Regions from separate parts of the Mus musculus genome. Here regions 1, 2, 3, 4, 5 and 6 are each linked to region 7. Evidence: chromatin contacts called from public Hi-C, HiCAR-type, HiChIP or PLAC-seq and promoter capture Hi-C data. All regions are on one chromosome and are shown on one strand. Each heading gives the region's core, a stretch centred on a gene start, on an enhancer-like site or on the middle of the called end of the contact. The rest is flanking DNA. Distances are from core to core; before and after follow the strand shown.

What was found. Promoter capture Hi-C pulls out the DNA fragments that hold promoters and counts their contacts. A called contact is a pair of places that touch in the nucleus more often than the background predicts. HiCAR-type assays count read pairs that join an accessible place to other places. HiChIP or PLAC-seq counts read pairs in DNA pulled down with a chosen protein or histone mark.
Region 1: a promoter capture Hi-C map of stem cell-derived epiblast-like cells shows a contact between it and region 7, with 3 times the contacts expected there. The contact joins the promoter of Crispld2 here to the promoter of Gan in region 7. A contact is called at or near these places in 1 of 39 promoter capture datasets (stem cell-derived epiblast-like cells) and 1 of 115 datasets of contacts at active chromatin or transcription factors (embryonic forebrain).
Region 2: a promoter capture Hi-C map of pre-B cells shows a contact between it and region 7, with 2.1 times the contacts expected there. The contact joins the promoter of Usp10 here to the promoter of Gan in region 7. A contact is called at or near these places in 2 of 39 promoter capture datasets (pre-B cells and stem cell-derived epiblast-like cells).
Region 3: a contact with region 7 is called in a HiCAR-type map of astrocytes, with 5 times the contacts expected there. The contact joins the promoter of Mbtps1 here to the promoter of Gan in region 7. A contact is called at or near these places in 1 of 39 promoter capture datasets (embryonic stem cells), 1 of 484 Hi-C or Micro-C datasets (B cells), 2 of 115 datasets of contacts at active chromatin or transcription factors (astrocytes and embryonic forebrain) and 2 of 9 other capture datasets (adipose tissue and liver).
Region 4: a contact with region 7 is called in a promoter capture Hi-C map of embryonic stem cells, with 5 times the contacts expected there. The contact joins the promoter of Hsdl1 here to the promoter of Gan in region 7. A contact is called at or near these places in 3 of 39 promoter capture datasets (cranial neural crest, embryonic stem cells and maxillary cranial neural crest).
Region 5: a Hi-C map of B cells shows a contact between it and region 7, with 5 read pairs. The contact joins the promoter of Cotl1 here to the promoter of Gan in region 7. A contact is called at or near these places in 3 of 39 promoter capture datasets (liver, pre-B cells and stem cell-derived epiblast-like cells) and 1 of 484 Hi-C or Micro-C datasets (B cells).
Region 6: an H3K4me3 HiChIP or PLAC-seq map of embryonic limb bud shows a contact between it and region 7, with 8 times the contacts expected there. The contact joins the promoter of Necab2 here to the promoter of Gan in region 7. A contact is called at or near these places in 1 of 39 promoter capture datasets (hippocampal neurons) and 1 of 115 datasets of contacts at active chromatin or transcription factors (embryonic limb bud).

What each region holds. Positions count from the first base shown.
Region 1 is chr8:119,990,298-119,993,882 of GRCm38.p6, forward strand. Crispld2 (cysteine-rich secretory protein LCCL domain containing 2) reads left to right here and starts at 2,141. Exons shown (of 15, transcript NM_001310635.1): 1 at 2,141-2,303.
Region 2 is chr8:119,908,238-119,911,619 of GRCm38.p6, forward strand. It overlaps Usp10 (ubiquitin specific peptidase 10), which reads left to right and starts at 2,123. Exons shown (of 14, transcript NM_009462.2): 1 at 2,123-2,702. The coding sequence starts at 2,682.
Region 3 is chr8:119,557,510-119,561,123 of GRCm38.p6, forward strand. Mbtps1 (membrane-bound transcription factor peptidase, site 1) reads right to left here and starts at 1,252. Exons shown (of 23, transcript NM_001167910.1): 1 at 1,137-1,252.
Region 4 is chr8:119,573,774-119,577,610 of GRCm38.p6, forward strand. Hsdl1 (hydroxysteroid dehydrogenase like 1) reads right to left here and starts at 1,402. Exons shown (of 5, transcript NM_175185.5): 1 at 1,319-1,402. Dnaaf1 (dynein, axonemal assembly factor 1) reads left to right here and starts at 1,462. Exons shown (of 12, transcript NM_026648.4): 1 at 1,462-1,694; 2 at 3,558-3,693. The coding sequence starts at 1,589.
Region 5 is chr8:119,838,775-119,842,326 of GRCm38.p6, forward strand. It overlaps Cotl1 (coactosin-like 1 (Dictyostelium)), which reads right to left and starts at 1,805. Exons shown (of 4, transcript NM_028071.3): 1 at 1,550-1,805; 2 at 1,368-1,450. The coding sequence starts at 1,626.
Region 6 is chr8:119,444,791-119,448,368 of GRCm38.p6, forward strand. Necab2 (N-terminal EF-hand calcium binding protein 2) reads left to right here and starts at 1,929. Exons shown (of 13, transcript NM_054095.2): 1 at 1,929-2,474. The coding sequence starts at 2,265. Osgin1 (oxidative stress induced growth inhibitor 1) reads left to right here. Exons shown (of 6, transcript NM_027950.2): 6 at 167-1,466. The coding sequence ends at 1,115.
Region 7 is chr8:117,156,213-117,159,755 of GRCm38.p6, forward strand. Gan (giant axonal neuropathy) reads left to right here and starts at 1,769. Exons shown (of 11, transcript NM_001081151.2): 1 at 1,769-2,089. The coding sequence starts at 1,923.

The DNA of each region.
Region 1 (3,585 bases), core at 891-3,390, 2.8 Mb after region 7:
TAGCACTAAATAACCATTATACAACTGGAACATCTCCCTCCAACCCACTATAATATAGGATAATTTGTTACACAGCAGTACTAGCCATGACATTCTACTTTAGAAATTTGTTTAGCCTCCCCGATATATCAACAAGAAATGAAATAGCTCTGAAGTATCCAATGTGTTCATCTTGTATAAATACAAACTCTCTAATCAGCTTACCACATGACTTAGAGGCCAAGCTGATAGGCTGTCCTGGTCCATTTGGGCTGATGGGTCAAGACGGCACTGGGTGACAGGATATACACAGGGGAGCTTGGGCAGTGAGACTGTCAAAGGTAGTGTCTCAGCTCACAGATGGGGATCTCACAACATCCCAACTTGCTCTCCCCACCCCCACCGTATCTTCCCTAGGTAATTAGATCTCAATGTAGCAATCTTGGCAAGATACATTAAAATATAGTAGGGGCTCCGGCACAGGCTGCCTGGGTTGGGATCCCAGTCTCACCAATGGACAACCAGGAGATCCTGGACAAGTGCCTTCACCTGCTTGTACCCAATGTCCCCATCTGTAACCAGAGGCCCCTTTCCATTGGGCCGTGAGAGGCTGACCAGAAGATGCCCTTGAAGTTCCCCCGCATAGCTCCTGATACTCTTCTGGTGAAGGAGAAATGGGGTAGGTTAGACGAGAAGGCCACACAGGGGAGGGAAAGGGGAAACTGAGGAAGAGTAGGAAGAAGAGCTGGAGGTTCTGGGATGGCCAGACTGAGGGAGACTTGGCATGTTGGTTTGACCTGATGATGATAGGCATGTAGAATGCTTCGGTGGGGAGGGGTGTCTAAGAGTCCCACGGAGCCATCAAGGAGCTTTGCAAGGTTGTCATGAAAAGCGTCAGCAGGGCGGTGTGGTGGGGCCACTCAGAGCCTGGGACTTCTATTACTGACAAGCCACTCCTGCCCAAATGCTGGGTCCCAGAAAAGCCCTGTTCCTCATCACTTCCCGTTCCTGGGTGGGTAACAGGACCCAGTTTATCCTGTTTTGCATTCAAGGCTTAATGGTCACGGACACTGGCAACAGAGTGGGCACGTGCACTTTGGAGACCTGTGACTCAGAGATGCGTGCAGGAATCTCTGTGTTGGTCAGTCCCTTCACTGAGGAGAATAGGGATGCTGGCGTCTGAGGGTGGTCAGGCCAGATCGTCAGCACCAGAGAATGGCACATGGAGCACAGGGCCCACCCTCACTGGCCTTGTCCTGGGTCACCCCCAGGGCTGCTAATCAGCCCTGTTAATCAGCACTGACTCCTCTGGTACTTGGAAGACAGCTTAGGGTGTAGCAAGTGAGTGCAGGTCGCTTGATGATGGATGCTTCCAAAACTGAGCATTAAGGACGGGATTTAAAATGAAAAATATTAACATATCTGAATCTTTATCTGCGCAGTGCTGCGTCAAGGACTTGGGTAAAGATCTCTGGTTGTAATCCAGGTTCCCCAACATGTCACGAGGAACCCCAGCGGGCTCGGCTGTACCTGCTCCTGGTAGTATTTGTGGAGGTGTTAGTGGGAGGTGCCTCTTTGGATGGGTGGTCTTCTCCAGTCCCACTTTAAGTGACTGAGAGTGTTCTGGGGGATCTCTTAGCTCTTCCCGCTCATTCCCTCACTTGCCCTTAAGGGTTTGGGTGTCAACCTTTACCTAAAGTAATTTCCCGGATTCTAACCTCGGGTTATTTGCTCCAGGTAGACGCCAAATGCCCTGGGGCACGTGGTACTAAGCTTACTGGAACCTCACCCTGGGGTTCTTGAGGAGGCGGGATAATCTCTCCACAGAAGTGGGACATAGCCTCCTCCCTAAATTGCTGGGAACCCCCGAGATCCTCCTAGTTTGGGAATAGGTCGTGGCGGATAAATGCGCACACCCCGGCTCAGCACGTGCTTCCCGGTGGTCTTTTGTCCTGTCCTTCACTTGAGTAGTAGAACCGGGTGGGGTCCACAGGCCACGGACTGTCTGGGGGTGCCCAGCCTGCCGCACGCAGAAAGAGCTCAATGAAAACTACTTTTATGGTCACGGCTAGGGGCCGCGCGCTCCTTGCGCATCGTGGTCCTCAGTGCCTCCACCCTCCCGAAAACAGGAGGCGGGGCCGGCGCCTCGCAGCCCAATCAGCGCTGCCTGTGGACTTGGGGGGCGTGGCTCAGGATGCTCTAAGAAGCTACTAGGGGCCGCGCTCAAGTCCTGGACCCACTCAGAGCGCCCAGCATCCGCAAGGTTCCAGATCTGCAACTTGCTTGCCCAGCGCTCCCCAGGTTGAGGCCAGAGTTCCGCACAGGTGAGAGGGACTCGGTCCCGCTGTTCTTTTGTCTGTAGGAGAACAGGTCTTGTCGCGTAGCCTACGCTGTTCTCGAACTCTTAGCCACCTCACTGCTTCGGCTGCAATGTCTCCTCTTTCTGTCCTTTTTCGACTCTCTTGCCCTGACTAAGGCAGACGCGGTGCTTCAGGGCTGTTCAGGGCTGTGTGCCGCCGTTCTGCAGAGCCCTTACCTGCAAGATCCTTTTCAGATGAAGAAATTGAGGCTCAACTACGAAGCTTTTTGCCCGGGACTGACTCGCGGTTAGGAAGCCGTTGGAGCTGGGATCCCTAGCCTGGCTGCACGAAGCTGCTTCGCGCTTCACTGAGGCGCGCTCTTTTGCCCACCCAAGGCAATTTGCCACCATTTGGGGCGGTAGTGTGTTGTCAGTGGGCGTCGATAACTGGCTCGATGATGGCTTGGTTGCGTTAGAGGGGTCTTTCACTCTGTGAGGGTAAGGTTCAGGTGATCACAGGGGCAGGTAAGTGCCTTTGGTTCCAAATGACAGAGCCACACCCCTTTTCCATTGGCAACAGGCTTGTGGTGAGGGGGTCTCCTAACCCTATTTCAGATAAAATATGGAGGGTCAGAGAGGTAAAGTGAGCTGGACTACAGCAGAGACAGGTCTGGAAGCCACCTCCGACTGCCTCCAAGGCTTCCCAGGGACGTGTCCAGGTGTAGCACAGTCTGGACTCTGGCCCATAGGAATCCTTCTGTCTCAGTTTCCTGAGTTGTCGGGATTATAGCAACTCTTCTAGAGACTGTTTTAGGGAACACATGACAGGGTCTTTTCCTAAAGTGGGCATCTTGAATTAAGTCCTCCTGTCAGGAGTATTGGCCCCAGATGAGGAAAGCCAAGATCAGCTCCTTTGGGGTATAGACTTGGTGCCAGATGCCTGTTGCTGCAGTGCAATTTGAACTGGCCCTCTTTCCAGGGAAAGGTGAGTTGCTACGGTGACTAAGCCCGTGTGAGAGGCTGTCTGGATGCCTGGCTTTCCTGGAGCCAAGAGCGGGGCTGGAAATGTCCACTGTTAGACCTGGGCTCCTTGCCCTGAGGAAGTAGGGTAGTCCTGCCTTCTCCAGATGATCTTACACTCCGCACATCAGGTCTGGAGTCTGACAGCCCTGCAGAACAAGGCTGGACCACGCTGCTTGCCACAAAGGAACTGAGGGATGTACAGCATCACTTGGCATCCTCTATCTGCCACCGTCCTCACCTCACCTCCAGGAGGAATAGCAGGTGTGGCGCTACAGTGCCTGACT
Region 2 (3,382 bases), core at 873-3,372, 2.8 Mb after region 7:
GCAGGGGGAAGGAGAAAGTTAAGGTTACAGTATGGGTGTGGGCAGCCTGACTCCTGGGGATCTAGTCTGTGTTTCCTGTTGGCTGGGAGTTACGAAACTGAGACTGATAAAGCCAAGGTTACCTGTAGGGGTAAAGGTGGTTTTCCTCAGGACACCGCCACCAATGATGCTAAATGCAATAAAGCATTCCTACTTGGAGCCAGGACGTTTGTGACCCTGAGCCTAACCCTAGTAGCACTCCCATTCCCCACCCCTCTTTTGTTTTTTCTGAGATGGGGTTTCTCTGTATAACCCTGGCTGTCTTGGAACTTGTTCTGTAGACCAGGCTGGCCTCAAAGATATCCACCTGCCTCTATCGATGGAGTGCTAAAATTAAAGGTGTGTGCCACCGCACCTGGCCCAATATCCTGACCTGAACAACCAACTTGATAAAACCACCTGACTTGGTTTTATTTACCAAAGGAAATTATCATTTTCTGAAACAAAAAGTCTTGAGTCTTGATATCTGAGCCATTCTGGTCTGGATTTTTTTTTTCTTGAGACAGGGTTTCTCTGTGTAGCCCTGGCTGTCCTGGACCTCACTTTGTAGACCAGGCTGGCCTCGAACTCAGAAATCTGCCTGCCTCTGCCTCCCGAGTGCTGGGATTAAAGGCGTGCATAACCACGCCTGTCTCTGGTCTGGATTTTATCAGAGACCTGCCTGCCTCTGTTTCAGCCATCTGAGATTAAAGGTGTGTGCAATCAAGAGGGCCAAAAGAAAATTCTCAGGAGAAAGAAACCATTGAACCAACTCGTAGAGTTTTGCTTTGCTTTGCTTTGTTTGCTTTGTGGAGCCAGAGTTCGGAGTATGAAGCGTAGCCCTGTACTAGGGAAGTAGGGGCGGGAGATACAGGAGTTTCAGTTCATCCTTGGCTGCTAGAAAGTTTGAAGCCAATGTGCATGGGGCGCACGCCTTTAATCCCAGCCCTTGGGAGGCAGAGGCAGGCAGATTTCTGAGTTCGAGACCAGCCTAGTCTGCCAAGTGAGTTTCAGGACAGCTGGGGCTTTACAGGGAAACCCTGTCTTGAAAAACGAAAGAAAGAAAGAAAGAAAGAAAGAAAGAAAGAAAGAAAGAAAGAAAGAAAGAAAGAAAGGAAGGAAGGAAGGAAGGAAGGAAGGAAGGAAGGAAGGAAGGAAGGAAGGAAGAGAAAGAGAGAAAGTAAGTTTGAAGCCAGTGCGCATGGTGGTGCCCACCTTTAATCCCAGCATTTGGGAGGCAGAGGCAGGTGCATTTCTTAGTTTTAGGCCAGCCTGGTCTACAAAGTGAGTTCCAGGACAGCCAGGGCTACACAGAGAAACCCTGTCTTGAAAAACCAAAAAAAAAAAAAAAAAAAAAAGAAAAGAAAGTTTGAAGCCAATTTTTGCTACATGTGTAGCACAGCAAAGAAAAACAAAACCAAGACACCTGAGGGCAACTCTCTGGAGCAGCTGTGCCCACACTTGAACATTATCCTTTTCCTTCTTGTCTCTAGATCCTAAACTCAGTCCTACCCGTGTACCCTCTCTCACCTCTACTTAATAAACTTGCCAACTTTGCCCCACAGGGGCTTGTCATAAAATTCTTTCCTGGCCCGGCAGTGGTGTACACCTTTAATCCCTAATCCCTGCACGCTGGAAGCAGAGATAGGCAGATCTCAGAACTCAAGGCCGGCCTGGTCTACAGCTGGGAGTAGGAGGTTTAGTAAGGTTTTTTGTTTGTTTTTATTATTATTATTGCCTATATGGCTGAGTCAAGAACTTTCCCGTGTGTATACACTTGCGTGTGTGCAATAACTAACACCTACTGAGTCTCTACCCTTTGCAGAATGTGCTAAGTCATCAACATGACTATCCACCCCCCACCCCGAGACAGAGCTACCTTACGTAGCTGTGTGTGACCTGGAACTTGCTATGTAGACTGGTCTGCAATTCATAGATGATCGTCCTACCTCTGCAGTCTATATACTGAGCTCACAGGAGTACAATTCCTGGATTAACGAGTTCTTTCTAAAATTGTTTATTTTGCGTGTGCCCCTTTGTATGTCAGAAGACAGTCTGTAGTTGGTTTTCCCCTGGCGTCATGTGGATCCAGAGAATGGAACTCATTTGGTCCTCAAGGGTACAGGAGGCAGGGCTCCGTTACCCGCTGAGTCATCTCACTAGCTCCTTCAACGTTTACTTTTATGTTTTACAAAGAAAAAAAAAATCTTTTTTTCCCCAATGCCAGGTAAAACAAGCTAGTGAAGAGAATGAAGAGTGAAGGAATGAATGAATGAACGAACGGTCAGAAGAGCGCGCTCCATAGGGTAAGGGATCCTTGGAGATCTCCAGCGGAGATCCCAGGGCGGAGCTCAGGCGGACCCAGCGCAGTAACCACTCCGGAACTCCACCTTGCAGCCCCAGGGTGCCTGGCCAGCTCCATCCTCACGCCCTCGCCTGGAGCAGCCGCCCTCGGCGCGCTGGGGACAGAAGGGTCGCCGGCCCGGGGCGCACGCCCACCTGTCGCGCGCAGGCGCAGAACGCCGCCTGGCTCTCCCGCGGCGCAGTCAGTGCGCAGGCGCGGCGGCCGCTGCGAGTGTGTCTGTGCGGCGAGAAGATGGCGGCGACGGGAGACGCGGCGTGAGAAGCCGGAGCAGCACCGAACCTCATTGAGACGGGCCGCCATGGCCCTCCACAACCCACAGGTAGCGCGGGCCGTGTCTGGGCTGGGAGGTCTGGGCCACGGGACGGCCTCGGGGCGACGATCGCGAGGTGCGCGGCGGGCGAGCGGTGGGGGAGGCGCCGGCACGCTGCCGGCCTAGGCCCGCGCCGCGCCCCTCAGTGCCGCGCTTCCCCGGCTTCGGAGGCCGCCCGAATCTCCCCGAGAGCGCCCGAGCCGCCCCGAGAGTGTCCGAGCCGCCCCGAGAACGCCCGAGGCCGCAGGGAAGGCCTCCGCGTGCCCGGCCCGCAGCCGCCGAGTCCCGGGCGACGCTCTGGCCCAGCGCCGCCGGGGACCTGGCCCCTGGCCTCGGGAATTCTATTGCAAAGAAAACCGGGAAGCGCCGGGGCGGCATACTCCGGTTTGCCCGAGACTGACACCTTTTGCACGGTGTCCGAGCCCGGGCTGGGTCGGGGCCCGGCAGGCCGGATTGCCTGCTGTGTTTTCTGTGCCCGGAGCTGCTCCTGCAGCCCCTCTCCTAAGATGCACTTAGGACGAGTGAGAAGTCAGCACGTGGTGCCGCTTCTCCGGGCTGCGACTCTCGGGAAACTAAGAAGTAAAATTGCCTTTTTGAGGATGGTAGGTGGATGTATGTACAAGGCAGGTGAGGTCGGTCTGGTGAGGCCACCTTTGAAGAACGATCGTCTTTTTATTTGATCTTTCTCT
Region 3 (3,614 bases), core at 2-2,501, 2.4 Mb after region 7:
TTTAGATAGTAACAGCAAATTGTTGGTTATAAGGGGTGTTTAGAGACTGCAGGAGAGTCCTAATGAGCAAAAGTGCAGGTTCCAGTAGCCACTTCACCCTTACACTCAAAACAAAAACAAAAACCAAAAAGTCCACAAAAAATTAGCTCTGTGGCCAAATGTGTCACATACTGCAAGATAAGACCTTGGCAAAAGGTATTCCACATGAATAGGGGTAACTGTGGGCTATTAAACAACGGACTATCATTCAGCCGTAAAAGATGAAATACTGACTTACGCTACAACCATAAAAAAAGGTACTGGTTTATGCAACAACATAGATGAATTCTGGAAACAAGACACCAAAGGCCACATGCGACTCTTGACCCACTATTCCCAAAAAGCAAACCTAAGGAGACAGGTCCATCGGTGACTAAAATAGCAGACTAAAAATCGGTTCTAACCACAGCAGGGTACCGGGAGTCTGGGGAGTGGTTCTCAAAGCGGGCTGTGGTGCCGACTGAACTGCTCCGCAAGATGACACAAAGTCACAGGGCGGGACCACTTAATACAAGTGACCCTGTGATACATAGGACACTTTATAGAAATCACGGTCTTGCGTTTAAAAAATAACGGTAAGTGGTGTGGCGCTGTACGTCTTTAATCCCAGCGCCAGGCAGAGACGTGAGGATCAGGAGTTCAAAGCCAGCTTGAGCTACTCAGACCTTGTCTTAAATATTAACTTTTTCCCCCCCCGACTAGTTTTGCAGATTTTTATGCTTTTCTCTGTCCGGCTTTTTCATTCGCCTCCAAACCTAGGGGTTGCTAGCGAGGCTGATCCCAGAATGAAATCTTCAAGTGCTCCTCCCGTCCCTTCAAAGCGCCACTCAAAAACACCTACAGCAAATGCGAGTCCGAGCCGCGATGTGCACTGAGCTGCAGCTCGGTTCCCCGGGGCTCGCGACCGCAGGGCCCTGCGGAGGCGAACGGCGCTTGCGCACCGCGGCGCGCAGGCGCAGGCCAGGCCGCCGCAGCCGCCGCCGCCGCTCCGGGCCAATTTCTGGGGAAGCAGCTGCGGTAGCCGGCGGCCCCCGCGCGGGCAGCGGACGGCTGAGCCTAGGGCGCGTCCGGCTCTCGGCCGCCGCCGGCAAACGTACCTGCGTCCGCCTCAGGCTCGGGGTCGGCGGACCCGGGAGAACGGCGGCTCCGCCGCGAACACGCCTCGGGTCTCCATTCGGGGGATGTTTACTCGCAAGTCTCGCGAGACCACGCCGCTGGGGCGTGGGGGGGTTACGACGGCCCGGCGTGCTCTGCGCGCCCGCGACCTGCGTGCGCGCTCCTGACGGCCCGGCACCGAGGCGAGAGGCTGTGCGGAGCTCTCGCGACATTTGCGGTCTTGGGGGAGGGGTCGGGAAGGGGCGGAGCCGAGGGCGAGGCCAAATCGCCCTCTCTGGGTATATATAGGGAACCCTGGTGGTTTAGGTTTCTCCAGGTTTCCTGGCCTGGAAACTCAGGAAGGGTGCGAGCACCTTTGCGCGGCTGAAGTGGGACGGCGCCTATCCAATCTATGTGTTCTCCTGAACTACTCCCATGGCCCCAGTTTATTACTGCTGCCAGGAGGGTGCATCAGCATCTTGAGAAACAGGACGTTTGTAACACCAACTATTTACCATTTGGAACAAACAGGATCAAGGTGAATTTCGTCTGGTAAAACGCACTTGAGCAATTTAGCCACCTGTAGAACGGGCCCATTCTCAGCCTTAGTACTGAGCTGGATCGATCACTCTTGGCCCTGGCACAACCTAAGTGTGCTCGGGGACTGTGACTGAAGCAAACAGGATGGAGGAGACAAACCCTGAGTCCTAGGCTCATAAGCTCACCTTGGCTGCCAAACCTGGTATGGAAACTGGGTTTTGCATTGGGACCTCCAGCCGAGCAAACTCAAGAAAAGGGGATCCGGACCCAGGATTTAGGTCAGGGTATGGAGGGGACCTTGTGCAGCACTCTTGTGTTTTCCCTCAGGTGTTCAGTCAGAAGAGTGCATGTAAGAGGGGACAGTACTCTTGTATAGGAGCCAAGTTTCCATCCCAGAACCTGCTCACTGTAACTTCAGCTTCGGAGGGATCAGGTTTTTGGCCTCTGAGGGCACCTGCACGCCTATACATAATCCTACACAGACATACAAACGAGATTTTAAAAGGGCGGTTCTGAGACAGTAGCCCCACACATTGAAAAGGATAGACCGCATTTATTCCCAGGTTCCAGAATCCTATGGATAACCCATCATTCCGGAAACTCGCTGTGGCAACCCCATTGCCTGCCCACTCTCTGCCCTGAGACTTGAATCTTGCTCTTGGCCTGATGTCTCCCTGCTGATTCGCCACACTCTCCCCAAGGTCTTCTGTCCTTCAGATGCCTGAAGCCCAGTAATTAGAAGACCCTTGCTGGCTCAGGAGAAGCTGGGAGCAATAAGTTGATGTCATAAAGGACCCATTAAGCCTGCATACAGTAGACTTTAGCTAAAGGAGTGCTCAGAGCTGAGTAGTGGACTAACCAGACTGTAGGAAAGAGATGGCTTTACCACAAATGTAATTAAAGTTTTGGTTTTCTGGGTTTCTGTTAAGATCACCACTGATTAGGGACAGGACAAATGGAGACACCCCCGGCCATTAGGAACACTCCCGTATCAAAGACCATGCCTCTGTTAGAAAGTTCAAAGCGGGTACTGGGTCACAACACCATTGAATCCCGGTCCTCATTAAGTCCAGGTTCTCGTATCAGGAAGAGCAATATTCTGCCAAGCGCACATGCTGACCCTGGCTAACAGCTGCCTAGGGGCTGTCTCAGAATAACTAGAGCAATTACTTTCCGTTGTAAATCTCCCACTTCAAACAACCAAACTTAGGAATTTTATCACCGTGGTTCTGTAGCGATGTGTGTTATATAGGGAGGACCTCAGTGTACAGAGGACCCGTGCAGTCACATACAAATGCTATTTCGTTTGATCCAGGGGACTTAAGCATCTGTAGATTTTGTTGATCATGGGGCTCCCAGAACTGCTCCCCTCAGACATCAAGGGATAACTCTGTAGTAACCATGTGACCACGGGGCTGCCAGAGGGAGGCTTGCTGTCACTGTCCACAAACACATCAAAACTCAAAGCACATAGGAGGCATGGTCAGTCCTGAGTCAGGGACTGTGCCAAGCTCACTGTGGGTAGAGAGGAGCAGAGGCTGAGGGCAGAGGTCATCAAGACTGAGGAACCATCACCAATCCTCCGGTTCCCAAACAGGGAGAGGTTTTACATCACGGAAGTAAGCAAAATGAAAATGGCTGATGGGGGCTAGAGAGGTTTAGTTCAGTGGTTAAGGGCACTTACTGCTCTTCCAGAAGACCTAATAAGTGCAGTTCCCAGAACTCCCTCAGGTAGCTCACGACCACCTGGAACTGCAGGGATCTCTGACTCTCTTCTGCACATGTGGCAGACACTCACATAGATGAATAAATACCAAAAAAAAATAGACCAATAAAAGGGGTCTGGAGAGATGATGACTCAGTAGTGAAGAACACAAGTTATTCTCATAGAGGACCCAGGTTTGATCCCCTCTGCCCACATGGTAGCTCATAGCCATCTG
Region 4 (3,837 bases), core at 152-2,651, 2.4 Mb after region 7:
TAACTACAAAGTTCTGAATTGTACATTTCAAAATGGCTAAAATGATGGATCTCGTTACATGAATTTTGCCTCAATTAAAAAAATATGCACTGGGGACTGGTTAGATGGCTCAGCAGATTGTTTTTGCTGTGCAAGCTTAAGGACCTGAGCTGAGGTCCCCAGCAGTATCTAAGAGTGGGTATGTAAGCAGAACCAATTTGTAATTTCAGTATTGGGAAGAAAGGAGCAGACGAGAGGACCCTGGGGGCCAGTCAGTCAGTCAAACATAAAGAAAACTCTTGAGTTCTGTGAGAGACGTTTTCTCGAAAAATAAGGTTGCAAGTGACAGACACTGACCCGTAGCCTCCACACCCACACATAAATAAACAACACTCCCCCCGCCCCAACACACACACACACCCTCCACTGATAAAGTAACGTTGGACATGGCGCGTCTGTAATATTTTAGCAATGACTAGGGTCACTCTGAAAAAGCCATCCCACCCTTGGGAATGAAGTTACAACACCACCACCTGTAAAAAGCGGCTAACGCTTCTCCCCTACAACGAGAATTCGATGAGGTGACGCATAAAAAGCATTTGCAACAGTGCCTTCCCGCCACCCCTCAATAAACCGGAGCCACTAGGCAGGATCATCGCTCAGGGTTCGATGCTAGCGACCCCTATTCGTACTGACCCGAGTTTATGAAGAAGCTAAGAGCGCTGTCCCCGCGGCTTCACTTTATCCCCTTCCTCAATCGCACCCGGGTGTACTACACAAGAGGAAGGAAACGGACGCAACGACATCCCAGGATCTCAGCGAAGGCTCGGCCCAGAGCCCTGGCAGGTGGTCGTTGAGACTCCCCGTGGGAACCCGAACCCGCTGCGGTCACCGCCCAGGGGTGCGGCTGAGTCCTGGTAGCAGAACAGGGACTCCCTGCTAGTGTCCCATCCCTCCCCAGTGGCGCCGGGCACGGCCCAGCGACTCTGCAAAACCCACCGGGCTCTGCAGAAGCTGCGCGCTTTCTTCAGCAGCGCGGCCATTCTGCATCAGTCCTGAGACTTAGAACCTACTTAGACCTAGCGACCAGGAATAAAGGAGGATAAAGAGACACCGACAAAAGGGCCGTCCCGGGGCGTGTCGCCTGTGCGAGCCTCCTGCCGAGGACCAGGCCCGGGACACCTGCTCAGGGAGCTGAGCGGCTGCCTAGAGCGCGGAACCAGAGTTCCCCGCTACGGGGCGCGGCGGGGGGGAGGGCGTTCCCGAGGGTCGGGGTCCAGGGGGCGTGGCCAGGGACGGAAGCGGGGCGCGAGGGGCGTGAGGGGCGCGGGCGCAATACCTGCAGCGAGAGGCGCGGTCTCCGAAGCCCGTCCCGCCCGCTGCCCGCGCGGCCGCCGCCCCGGGACACCACCGCAGGTCCGCTACCCACGTGATCCGCGCACGCGCCCGGGTGCAGTTTCCCCCGTGGCCCCCCCTCGGCTAGGCCCGCCCTCGGCGGCGTAACTGACTGCGCGTGCGCACTGGTTGCCGCGGCGACCGGGAAAGCGTTGGACAGCCAACGACGCGGACCGTAGAGTATTAGGGCTGAGTGGTCGGGCCAGGAGTGAGCATGCACCCCGAAGTCTCTGAGCCGCCGGTGGACAGCGTGGCGGAGCCCAGTCTGGAGGAGTCGGCAGGCGATCACGGCGACGCGGGGCCAGGGATCCGTAAAGAAGGTGCCTTAGCGCTGGGAAGCCAAAGGGGCGAGGGCTCGTGTCCCTCACACATGCCCATTTCACTCAGCTGGGGACAACCAGCACCCCTCACACATACCCATCCATACAGCTACAAGAACAGCACCTTTATTGATATGATCAATCCAGTACATATAGAAGACCCATTATTTATTCCATGATAATTTATTAGATACCTTCCTGTGGCTGGGAATTGTTTGCAATGAGTGTAAGACACAGTTCCCAAACAGTGTTCAGCGTCATTCAACAAACCACAAGTACAGAGAGTTCATCAGCTCTTGACGTTACATTTATCTAAGGCTTCTAGAGGCGCCTTGCAGGGTAAAAGTGCTTGCAACACAATCCTCCAGACCTGAGTTTGAATCTCAGAAGTACATACATGCAGAGGTTAAGATCAACCATGTGATTGCTGGGACTTGAACTCTCGGAACCTTCTGTAGAGCAGTCAGTACTCTTACCCGCTGAGCCATCTCTCCAGGCCCTGGAAAATGTCTTTCATATTTAATAGTGTGCACAGGGTTCTAACATCCAAGGAGAGACCAGCCCAGAACAAAGCTTGCTTCTTTTACACAGGTTTGAGCGATCAAACTGATCACACCCTGTTCTTGTGTGTGCTTTTATCAGTGAGTTGTTTTTATGTTGCCGCCCCTAAGTTACACTTTGAGCAATTAAACACGTTTACAGGAGTGGGAACTGTAGGTGCTCACACCTGGCAAAAGGGGTAGGGGGGAGATTTACACAGCAAACTGCATCACAGTTATCTCTGAACCAAAGTGGGGAGAGACAGAGCTCTTGCCCTGTCCCAGAGCTGCCCTTCTGCTGTCCCTGGTAAGAGAAATGGGCTTGCGGGCTGGAAAGTTGGCTCAGCGGTTAAGAACACTGACTGCTCTTCCAAACGTCCTGAGTTCAATTCCCTGCAACCACGTGGTGGTTCACAACTATAATAGGATCCATGGCCTCTTCTGGTGGGTCTGAAGACAGATACAATGTACTCATATAAATAAAATAAATCTTTTTAGAAAGAGAGAGGGGGGGGGCTTGATGAACTTCTGTTCTGTTGAGCAGATTTTAACAGAAACATCTAAACTAGAATTAGATTTAAGTACAACTCTACTTATCTTGCTGTTTTCTGAGGGTCTGGTTTCTGACGTGTGTGGGTGCCCAAGGAGGCCAGAATAGGGCATCAGATCGACTGGCAGTGGCATTACAGGCACTTGTGAGCTGCCTTGTAGGTGCTGAGAACTAAATTCTCTGTTTTCTGGGAGAGTAACAAGCACTGTTAGTGACTAAGCCATCCATCTCCCCATCACCCTGTATAGCAATTTGACAGTAGCTTTCTTAGTGACTTTGTAAATGTCAGCTTTAGGCTATTCCTCTATAAAAACTGCACAGGAGAACATAAAACTGTGGACAGAGACGTTCACTCTATGTTGTTTGTAACAGCAGGAATCTGTTGGCAATACGACTGACTATCTTTAAGGGGTTGTTTGCAGAGCAGAAAGAGTTCTTCTTCTGCCTTGTAAACAATGCACCGGCAGCTTCATCCATCAGCAGGAATCGCTCTCGGGGACATGCATGGGGACAAAGACACATCCCACAAAAAGCACAGGTTCCCACTTACAAAAATCAAAAGCATGACAACCGAGGTTGTGTTTTTGGCTTTGCTTTGGTGTCTCACTTTGTAGCCCAGGCTGACCTCGAACCCCACGCCCAACAGGGAGCACGTTCTCCTTCCTCAGCCTCCTGGGTTCTGGGCTTACCACACCTGTCCTTGAATTTTTTTGATCTTTACAAATTGACACTTTTTTTTTTTTTTTTTTTTTTTTTTTTTTTTTTACTTTACAGAAATTAGTGAGACCAAGGAAACATGTGCGGGTCCTTGCACAACATCCTGCCCAAGTCAGCAGCAACCAAGTGGCGACAACGGGTCAGAGGGCTTCTGCACCCACTCGAGAGATGACAGAGAGGATCGGGGCCCCAGGTGTGTGTTGTGCAGGACATCTCGCAGTAATAGCCACTTAGCCCCTTGCACAGACGGCGTCTGAGGAGCCTGCCCAGTTACTACCAGAGCAGGAGATAAACAGCAGCAGCTCCTTAATAGAAAGAGAAGGAGGAGGTGTCATTC
Region 5 (3,552 bases), core at 555-3,054, 2.7 Mb after region 7:
AAAGAGGAAAGAAAAAAAAAAGAAGAAAGAAAGCAGTTAAGTCACATGACCCTGGCTTTTAAATTTTTTTTTGGTCTGCTTGTCACCAATGACTGACCAGCACTGTCCTGAACACTTACACACACTTGGGATCAGTCAATCTCACAGCAGCACTACAAGAGATCAGGTGAGGAACTGTGACCCCCACCCCTACCCCCAGGGACCTGGCCCCACCCCACTCAGCTGGAAAGCAGCCCAAGAGGGATTCTAACCCACAGCCATTCCCAGGAGTCCACACCCTAGCTCCTAGGTGGCCTGCTTTTGTTTGACATTAGGTTCCAAAGCTAAGGAGACACTAGGCCCCGGGGTCTCTTACTTCCAATCTCTTTAAAGGCTCTTTTTCCGGAAGGCACGGGGGATGCCCAGCCTAGGCTGGCCTCCAATTCTCCATCCCCCTGCCTCTGTTTCCAGAATATGCTGAGCTGCTCTGCACACCAGCTCCTTTAGAGATCTCTTTACCAATGGTGTTGAGCTGTTCTACGGGAGCTGTGGCCATTCAGGCCCTGTGTTCTTTCATGGTCCACATGTCCCAGGGAAGCTTAACACACACAAACCTTAGGGTTCCCTGGGATGCTTTTAGTAAGGTCACACATCTGCTTGATTCCTCCACACCAAACCATGGAGCAATCTCAGCTCTCCATGCCCCACCCCAGCCAGTGGCCATTCGCTCCAAAGGAAACTGGCCGCTGGGACCTCGCAAGTCAGCTTCTCTTTATCCAGGCCTGGTATAGCAACATCGGATACACATTCTTGGTGCGTGTTTCTGTACTCTTCAAATTAAAGGCTTGTACAGAAGCAGATAGGGACAAAGATGGAAGGGAGAAAGGAGGGTGGGGCCCTGGGTTCTGCCTTTAGCTTGCAGCCCCCAGGGGCTTCGGCGTTTATTGTTCACTGACCAATCAGAGAGGGTGGAGTTTGAACTGCCCCTTCTGACCTGGAAACCCAGTGGACCACAGGGTGCGGGAGCGGAAGAAGCCGACTGACACTACCGGGGGAGGAATCTCCTCGGGTCACTTGATGGTGATGTCCACAGGGGTTGGGGGCAGGGTGGGGGAGGGATACACTCGGGACTTTGGAAAGCTCAGATCAGAGCTTTGCATGGCTGTGCACACCCACCCTACCAGTACTAGACGCTTGGGGCAAGAGGATGGCCAGTTGGAGGTCACCCTGGATATATAGTGAGCCCCTATCTCCAAAAACACAAAGACAAAACCAAAACAAACAAACAAACAAAGCCCCAGCCCAGATCTGCTGCTGCTTGGACGCCCAGCAGCTCGCTGCCCAGGGTGCCCACCCTCTTTCAAAAGGTCTCATGAGGGTCGCCCTACCTGTGCACTGCTGGATGAAGTGCTGGTAATCTGCTCCCTGATCGCCGGGGACAATGGTGGCGCCGTCGTATCTGAAAGTCACCCTTTGGGTTGGAGGAAGAAAAGAAACATAGGTGAGCGGCGGCGGCGAGCGGCACGAAGCAGGTCACTACTGGCTTCCCCGGCCCCGCGGCGTTGCTCACCAGATGACCGCCGAGCCGTCGTCCCGCACTAAGTTGTACGCCGCGCGACACGCCTCCTTGTCGATCTTCGTGGCCATGGCCGCCGCGAGGACACTGCCGGAACCAGTGAACGCGTCCCTGATCCGCTACGAGAGTCGAGCGGGCTCCGAGAGTGGGCAGGGGAGGTGGCCGCTCGCAACAGCAAGCTAAGGTCCTCGGAGAGAGGCCCGCGGTTACTGCAGAGCCAGAGCGCGCGCGGGGACTCCACTCCCGTGAAAGCCACGCCCCTTCGCTCCCATTGGTCAGGCGAGGCGGGGGCGGGGCGTCTCGCACATCCGGCGGCCAATCCCAGTCTGTGCGGATTGCGCAACTCCGCGGAGGGCTGGAGGGGGGCCCTTCCTCCTCGTCTTCCCTTCCTCCGCCTTCTTCCCTCCCCACTCCGTGGGCCCCAGCCCCTCGCTTCTTCCACCACCTTCTGTGTTCTCCGATCTCGCTCTCCTTCCTCCTTCCCTCTCTCCTTCCCTCCATTCCTCTCCTTCCCTTACGCCGTTGTTCTCCTCTTCTTTCAGCCTCTACCTTGTTCGCCTTCTCATCTCTCCTATTTATCCCACCCCAAGCCCCTTTTCCCTCCTCCCTAAGGCCTCCTTCCTCCTTCTCCTCTGCATCTTCCCTCGAATCTTCTTATTCTCTCTTCCTCCCTCGTTCCCTCTACCAGTGAGCTGGGCTGCAGAGCTCTCCACCCCTCCCCCTCCTTCAGAAGAATAACTTAAGTCAGCACTCAGATGAGCCAGGCTGGCCAAGGCTGGCGCCCCTAACCCAGTGTTTGTTTGCTCTTTGGATTTGGAAAGGGAAGAAGTGGAAAGAAGGAAGCATTTCATTTGGAAAGAGAATCACTGTTGACTTTGTAGCCTGGCTATCTGCAGTCACGTGGGGTGCTGGGGCGGGATGGGGCGGCATCCTTAACCCCCTTACTGGGTCATTCATTCACTACTCCTCTACCATCTGTCCTACCGGCAGGTGAAAGGCTGGCCCTGGAGGCCCAGCTCTAGAACTGCTTGTAATTCTCAGCCCCGAGCCATAGGGCAAGCTCTGAAACCTTATCAAGAGGACTGCTCTCTCCCCGTGGTAAGACGAGCCTCAGGGAGCCTCAGCAGGTGCCTTCAGCCTTAACTGAAATGATGTACAGAAACCAGGGCGGGCATCAAAAGAGGTCACTGTTGGTTTGCTATTGACTAAAACGGATCATAGACAGAAACTGAAAAGATCTGGAACATGTATAAGGGATAGGAAAACCCTTAGGCCTGAAGGTGTGGCCCAAAGAGCCAGCATCTGTGAGGTCCCAGGTTCTCTCTCTCAGTACCTCACCTTAAAAAAAAAAAAGAAAAAGTCTTGACACAGTACCTCACCAGGCAGCTCAGAACTCAAGAGGTTAAAAAAGAAGGGTTATACATTGACAACCAGGCTGGGCTGCATACTGGTTTCCAGGCCTGCCTGGGCTACAAAATAAGACCCTGTCTCAGATTAGGAGAGATGGTTTATCCTCTGCTAGAGGACTTTAGATTCTTTCTCAGTACCCATGTCTGTAATTACAGCTCCAGGGGAATCTGATGTCCTCCTCTAACCTCTGTAGGCATCTGCACACGCACACACACACACACACACACACACACACACACATGCATACACACACACTACAATCTTTAATACACACATATAACCACACTCTTTTATACATGCACACATACACACACATGTGTACACATACACATGCATACACACACACCCCACATACATATATTCGAATAAATAAGAAGCATAGTGATAGACACCCATTATCCTAGTACTTGGGAGCTGTCTGCAAGAGAATCAAGAAATTCAGGGTCATCCTGAGATGCATAGATAACTGAAGCCAGCCTGTGCTACATGAAATTATCTCAATACAAACTACACACACACACACACACACAATTGGGGCAAAGCTGCCAAGAAAAAAATACTACTTTCCTCAAAATGAAAAAAAAAAA
Region 6 (3,578 bases), core at 679-3,178, 2.3 Mb after region 7:
ACTGAGGCACAGGGGGTTTCAGGCTTTGGATGGTACCCTTGTTAGTTCTGCTTTACATGGGAGACACCCAAGCCTCCCCTCAGCAGGGCATGCCGTCACACTGGCCAGTGCCTACTACCATGCCTGTCTCTGATACCCAGCCCCTCCACGTCTGCTTCCTCTTTAGAGGTCTCCGCAACAGCAGAGCCACAGCCGGTGACATCGCCCACTACTACCGGGACTACGTGATCAAGAAAGGCCTAAGTCACAACTTTGTGTCTGGTGCCGTGGTCACTGCCGTGGAGTGGGCTAAGTCCGAGCATGGCAGTCCCGAGGTCCAGGCATCCAGTCCCCTCTTCCAAGTGAATGGCTACTTGACTACCAAGGACCACGGCCACCAGCCCTTCTCACTGCGGGCCCGTAATGTGGTCCTGGCCACAGGCACCTTTGACAGCCCAGCCATGCTAGGCATCCCAGGAGAGACCCTGCCCTTTGTCCACCACGACCTGTCAGCCCTGGAGGCAGCCCTTCGGGCAGGCACTGTGAACCCAACCTCAGACCCGGTGCTGATTGTGGGAGCAGGGCTATCTGCAGCCGATGCTGTCCTCTTTGCCCGTCACTACAACATCCAGGTGATCCATGCTTTCCGCCGGTCCGTGCATGACCCCGGCCTGGTATTCAACCAGCTGCCCAAGATGCTATACCCTGAGTACCACAAAGTGCAGCAGATGATGCGCGATCAGTCCATCTTGTCTCCTAGCCCCTATGAGGGCTACCGCAGCCTCCCTGAGCACCAGCCACTGCTCTTCAAAGAGGACCACCAAGCAGTGTTCCAGGACCCACAGGGGGGCCAGCAGCTCTTTGGGGTCTCCATGGTGCTGGTCCTCATTGGCTCCCACCCCGACCTCTCCTACCTCCCCAGGGCAGGTGCTGACTTGGTCATAGACCCAGATCAGCCACTGAGTCCCAAGAGGAACCCCATTGACGTGGACCCCTTCACCCATGAGAGCACTCACCAGGAGGGCCTGTATGCCCTGGGGCCGTTGGCTGGGGACAACTTTGTGAGATTTGTCCAGGGCGGGGCCCTGGCTGCTGCCAGCTCCCTGCTGAAGAAGGAGACCAGGAAGCCACCTTAACATTAGCCTGGCACCCTGACACCCAGGCCCTGAAGAGGAAGAGGGCTTATCACAGCCCAGCGGGACGTGAGCCCATCTAAAGATTTCCCATTTGGGAACCAGTCTCCCCAGCAGAAGGGGAAGACTTGAGCCATGTGGATGGACTATCTGCCCCAGAGGCATGGGGAACACAGGCTGCCCTACCCTCAGGCGAGATGAGGCCCCAGGTGGGAGCAGTAGCCATAGACCAGGGGGCCCCCTTGAAACTGTCAGTGTGTGCTGGAGTCACAGGGCCAGCTGAGTGTCCAACTTGGAGGGCCCCAGGCCCAACTTTTCACCATCAGATCTGTAATAAAACCAGCTGTGCCTCCACTGTGCCTGAGGAGTCTGTGCTTGGGAAGTGGCTAGGCAAATAGACCGCGCACTGGGCCCCTGGGTAAAGCCCGCAGCTCCAGGAGAACAAGCGATAGGGCCCCAGAGTGGAGCATCCATAGGCACAGGGCTAGACTCTATGGAGTCTGGGTCAGGAATGAGGCTTCCAGAAGCCTGATGCAGCCCTGTCCACTCTGTCCCCTGGTCTGCCCATTTGAGTCTCACCTCCCGCCTCAGGGCCTTTGAGCAGGCTGGTGTCCAGTCCCGGGACCCCTATTCAGGTGTCTTGAGTCTGAGTCACTTGCACAAGTCTGCGTCTTGCTCTACCTTCTGGGCAACTAGCGCCCGCGGGTGGAGGAGGGGAGGAAGGGACTCGGGGAGAATCATCCGGCAGAGGGCGCTCGGGGCTCACCGGACACCAGTACCAAGGGGGGAGGGGACCGGGGGTCAGCGAGACCCTGGCGGGGACGGGGGCACAATCCCGGGGCCCCCACCCTCCTCCACACCCGCCCTAAGTTCTGCGTGAACGAAGCCATCCCCCTCGGGGGCCGTGCCAGGGTCCGGTCGCTGGGCCCCGCGTCCCCGCGGGCAGTCCCCTGCCTCCGCTCTTGGCCGGCGGGGTGGGGGTGGCGGGCGCGGAGCACGTGGCTCGGGGTCCGGGTAGCCCCCCCACCCCCGGCACTGGCGGTCCCCGCGGTGTCCGGGCCGCGGGGCCGGCGGCGGGAGCGGCGTGCGCGGGCGGGCGGGCGCGGGCAGGGGGCGCGCGGGGGCGCGGCCGGGCGGGGGTCGGCGGGCGAGATGTGCGAGCGGGCGGCGCGCCTGTGCAGGGCCGGCGCGCACAGGCTGCTCCGGGAGCCGCCGCCGCAGGGCCGCGCGCTGGGCGGGCTGCTGCGCTGGGTGGGCGCCAGGATGGGGGAACCCCGTGCACCGCTCGTCCCCGACATCCCCTCCGCGGACCCCGGCCCCGGGCCCGCCGCATCGCGAGGGGGCACAGCCGTCATCCTGGACGTGAGTACGCGCGGGACCCTCCGCCCAGCGCGGCTGGGTGCCAGTCCACACCCGGGACCTAAGGACCCTCTCCACCATTCGCTCCCTGCCTGTTCCCGCATCCCCGCATCCTATTGCTGAGACCCTCCTTGGCGCGGGGACCCCGAGCGCAAGCCCCAACTCTCACTGCCGCTGAGACGCCTGTCCCCCAACCCAGACCTCAAGATCCTCTCCATTCCTCCCTCCACTTTATCTCATCTCCACATCCCATAGCTGGGACCTCTTCTTCCCGCAGGGACACCCCCGTCCAAGACCCCAACTCCACCCGGACCGTATTACCCTCACTTCCATCCTCTTCTTCCGCTTCCTTGCATCCCCATATCTCATAGCCTGGGACCCTCCTCCGCGTGGGGATCTCCAGAGCGAGCCCTCCCACCACCCCATCGCGGCTGAGGCTTGGGTCCGCACCCACCGAGGACCCTCTCCTCAGTCGCCCCCCTCCACGTTCCCGCTTCCACTAATTACATAGCACGGACCCACGCTACTCCCCTTCCATCGTGGCTGGGGCACCGGTCCCCACTGGAACCGCACGACCCTCTACATCTCCTCCTTCACATTCCCGCATCCCCGCATCCGATAGCCCAGTCCCCGAGAACTGCTGTAAGTCTGGCCGCTATTCCCCTCTTCAGGTCCTAACCAAACCATCACTTGAGTCCCTACGATAGGGACAAGAACTGGGCACTGCTAGCCCCCTCCTCTCTATCCTGGATTCTTCCCTGCACTTCCCCACACACAGCCCGGAACCACCACTGTTCTCTTCTCTGCGGATGTAGATGAGCCCCCGTGCTGTGCCGCTTTGCGAGTGAAGCCCCTTCCCCAGCTCCTCTCTTTCCATAGAATCAGAATCATTGCCTGGACCTAGGCGTCCTCACCCCCCCCCCCAGCTCCACCCTGAGCAACTGTCCTCCTTCACTGTCTTCCTGTCCTCACTCTTGGACCCCAGACTCACTCCTCATCCCACCTCGTGCCTCATGCACCACACCGCTCTCCCCACCCCAGCCCTGCAGAGTGGGGTGGCATATAGGCAGGAAAGAGTTGGTGGTCCGTGGAGGGGCTTCTGGGGGA
Region 7 (3,543 bases), core at 519-3,018:
TACAACCCAGGAAACATTTATTTAATATTCACACTTAAAATAAAACACCACCCACCAGCCATCCAACCCTAAGTGAGGAGCACTTTGTACCAGGTACTCTGATACCAAGAAGGGCTTGGCACCTGGAAATCGTGCCAGGCCACAATAAACACGGAAGCGAGCTAGTCATATGGATAAAAAAAGCGTCTTACAGAGCAATGTTCAAAACACATCAACTACTTAAACAAAAGAGTGTTGACTGAGCCCAGAAGCACTATGTGAAAACAGGCCTGCATTATTTTATTATTATATTTTCTCAATAGGCACAAATACAGAGGCTGTATACAACACAGCCCACTACAGGCCTTACTAATTAGTAACTCACAGTTCCTTGTTAGCTCTACTCAGCTCTGCTTTCCCAGACCTTAGTTTTGACACAGCTTACTTTTTTTTTTTTTTTGGATGCGGGGGTTGTCTCTTTGGTTTTTCAAGACAGGGTTTCTCTATGTAGCCCCTGGCTGTTCTGGAACTCTCTCGGTGGGCCAGGAACTCACAGAGACCTGCCTGCCTCTGCCTCCCCGGTGCTGGGATTAAAGGCTTGCGTCACCACCTCCTGGTTTAGAGTCTAGATACTTTTATCACTGCAGGTATAGATACTGTGTTTGAAATGGAAACTGGAAATGTATCGATCTTCTACTAGTAACTTCCTTGACTTTACTCCCCTAGTCTCCTATCTTGAGTATAGTTTATACTCTGATTCCTATCAGTGACGCCAAAGCCTTGCTGCTTCCAGGGTGAAAACCAAGACTTTCCTTGGGGCCTTTGGACTACGGGAGGCTGTGCTGACGCACTGAAAACCACATCCTGCCTTACTTTGAATGCTGCCCCAATGTTCTGATCCTTGGTCCTCATAAGACTTAATTCTCTGTAGCCTCGAGCACCTAATGTTTGCACAAAATGGTAGCTACTTCCTCCACTCCCAAGCACCTTCAGCAACTTCCAGGGACACAGACGAGGCTCGCCCTGCAGAGTGAGCACACCCAGGGGTGCTTAGTACCACAGCCTTGATCTGTCTCTGTGGGAAGTCTAGCCCCCACCATCCGAACATCTGGCCTTCATACCCCCTAGTCTTTCAGACTTTATCTTTCCTAAAAGGTAGGGATGGCAATCATGCAATTAACTGGACCCCCTCTCCTTCCCAATTGTACTCTTGTGCGGGGGCGGAAGGGAGGGCATATACCACAGAGTCCTTTTATCCAGCCCACTATCTAATCTTGGCATCGATCTGCTTTAAAGACCCCGATCTTAGAAACCTTCGGAACACCTTACCCCTACCGCGGTATTTAAAACCCTTCCATTGCTCCCGGTCCCCAATTGCAAGAGGAAAACACCTTCCTTGCCACAGCCTTGCAAAACTGCTTGTTTCTCTCGCTTCACTCGCGACGTCTTCAGCGAAGGCTTCTGGCGGACTCCGCGTTCTGCCCGGAACTAATGGACGTGAACGTAGCGAGGCGTAACTCCCGCGAAAGGAATAATAAGTCCTCGGCTTCACTCTGCGTCTCACTCCCTTCCACACTGAGAGCACTCGGTTCGCCGAGACTGGGAATTGGATACCGCGGAACCGCTAAACCCTTCCGCCCGCACCAAGCACAGCCCGTGGGCGCGCCCGGCGCTCGCAGCCCAGCCCTTCTGATTGGCTGCTGCGAGGTAGGGCGGGGCGCGGGGGCGTCGCGGAAAGATGACGCAACGGCACAGCTCCTTAAAGGCGCCGTCCGCACGCGCTGCCGATGGCGCAGGCGCGTTGTTGAACTTCCAGCTCTGACTCCAGAGCTTCACTCAGTCCGGGCGGGCGGGCGAGCGGACGCGAGGAGTGGCCGGCGGGGACGTGCGCGGGACTCGGGCGGGCGGGTCGGGCAGGTGGCGGCGGAGGAGCGGGAGGCGCGATGGCCGAGGGCAGCGCTGTGTCCGACCCTCAGCACGCCGCGCGCCTGCTGCGGGCGCTCAGCTCGTTCCGGGAGGAGGCGCGTTTCTGCGACGCGCATCTGGTCCTCGACGGCGAGGAGATCCCGGTGCAGAAGAACATCCTGGCGGCGGCCAGCCCGTACATCAGGTGAGCGGGCGCCGCCGCCCATCGCCTCCGCATCCCTCCCTCTCTCTCTGGCCTGGCCGCCTGCGGCTCCAGTGGCTCTGCCGCCGCGCCCCTCGGGCGCCCATGGGCCTCTCCACCGAGATCGCCCCGATCCCGGAGTCCCTGGAGGTCCGCAAAAGCCCCAAACACGGTGTACAGGCCGTCCTGGACCCGCACCCGCGAGCAGGGCGGGGCTGCTCCGGGAAGAGCCGCCCCTTCGCCCCGACAGGCCCCGCCCGGCCCGCGGAGCCCCGCAGAAGTTTTACCTCCGAGTCACCGCACAGTGGGCCGGCCAGGTTTTGCGCGGGGAAGCCAAAACAAACACCCGCGGCTTAGGCAGAAGGAGAACCCTGTAAGAGGTCGGTGGGAAGCCCCCACCCCCAAAGCCCAACTGTCACTTTGCCACTCCCTTGTTACAAACAGGCAAAACTGTTGCGAATTTGAGAAGACCCGGGGTCGTTCTTTGGCTACAGTTACCACCGAGGACCCAGCGATTGTAACCACCAAGAGGGCACTGTAAAACTTAAGCGACGCAAACCTTAGCCCAGTTTACTAGGTTAATGAAAAGGTTGAGACCAAGCTTATAGCATCGGATCAGAATTTGTGAGATGGGCTCCTGTCTTTTCTTTAGCAACTTTCCTTCAGGCAAACTGGTTTGCTCTTTTAATATGGGGGGTGGGGGGGGGCACTAAAAGGTAGAGAAAGTGCCCAGTAAGCTGGTTAAATATAGACGAATGATAGCAATGTCACTAGAATTGACAGATCAGAAAATGGAAAATTATGTGTATGCCGTTTCTTAGGGCTCTGTCCCAGCAGAACTCGGACACATATGCTGTTCTTGAATCTTTGCTTTTGGAGACCTTCGAACTCCAGAAGCAATCCAAGTGCCCTTGAAACTTCTGGCTTTTAGCCTAGCCTGGCCTTACAACATTGGGCTCTTTGTGGACTTAGGGGTCAGGTGTCTGTGAACAAGAAATTTAGATCACCAATATGACAGCTCAGGGCTGGCAGTTCAGAGGTTAAGGCAGTCAATCAAACTGAATTTCCAGGCCAGACCTTTCCCGTAACAGAGTAATCCTAGTTTGGGAAATGCTTAGGAAAACTACAATGGATGCAGTATTGTTACAGATCCTTAAATGGCACCCAGCTCTAAAGTCGCATATCCTGAAACACTGTCTCCATCTTTCTCTGTGATACTTACCACTGCAGTAAACCCTGTATTTTGCTCATCTCCGTGAGCCACAATGTAAAGTCAGTAGGCCAAGGATTTTTCTTTTGTTTCTTGCTGGGACCTTCCTAGAGGGACTGGTGCCTGGTGCCAGAATACATGTGTTGAATGAGTGATTACCTCGCTTCCCAGTGGACATCAGAGGTTTGGCTCTGTTGTATTGCCATGTGAACTGGTTGAGAGGAGCACCGCCCTGGGCAGTCTGGAG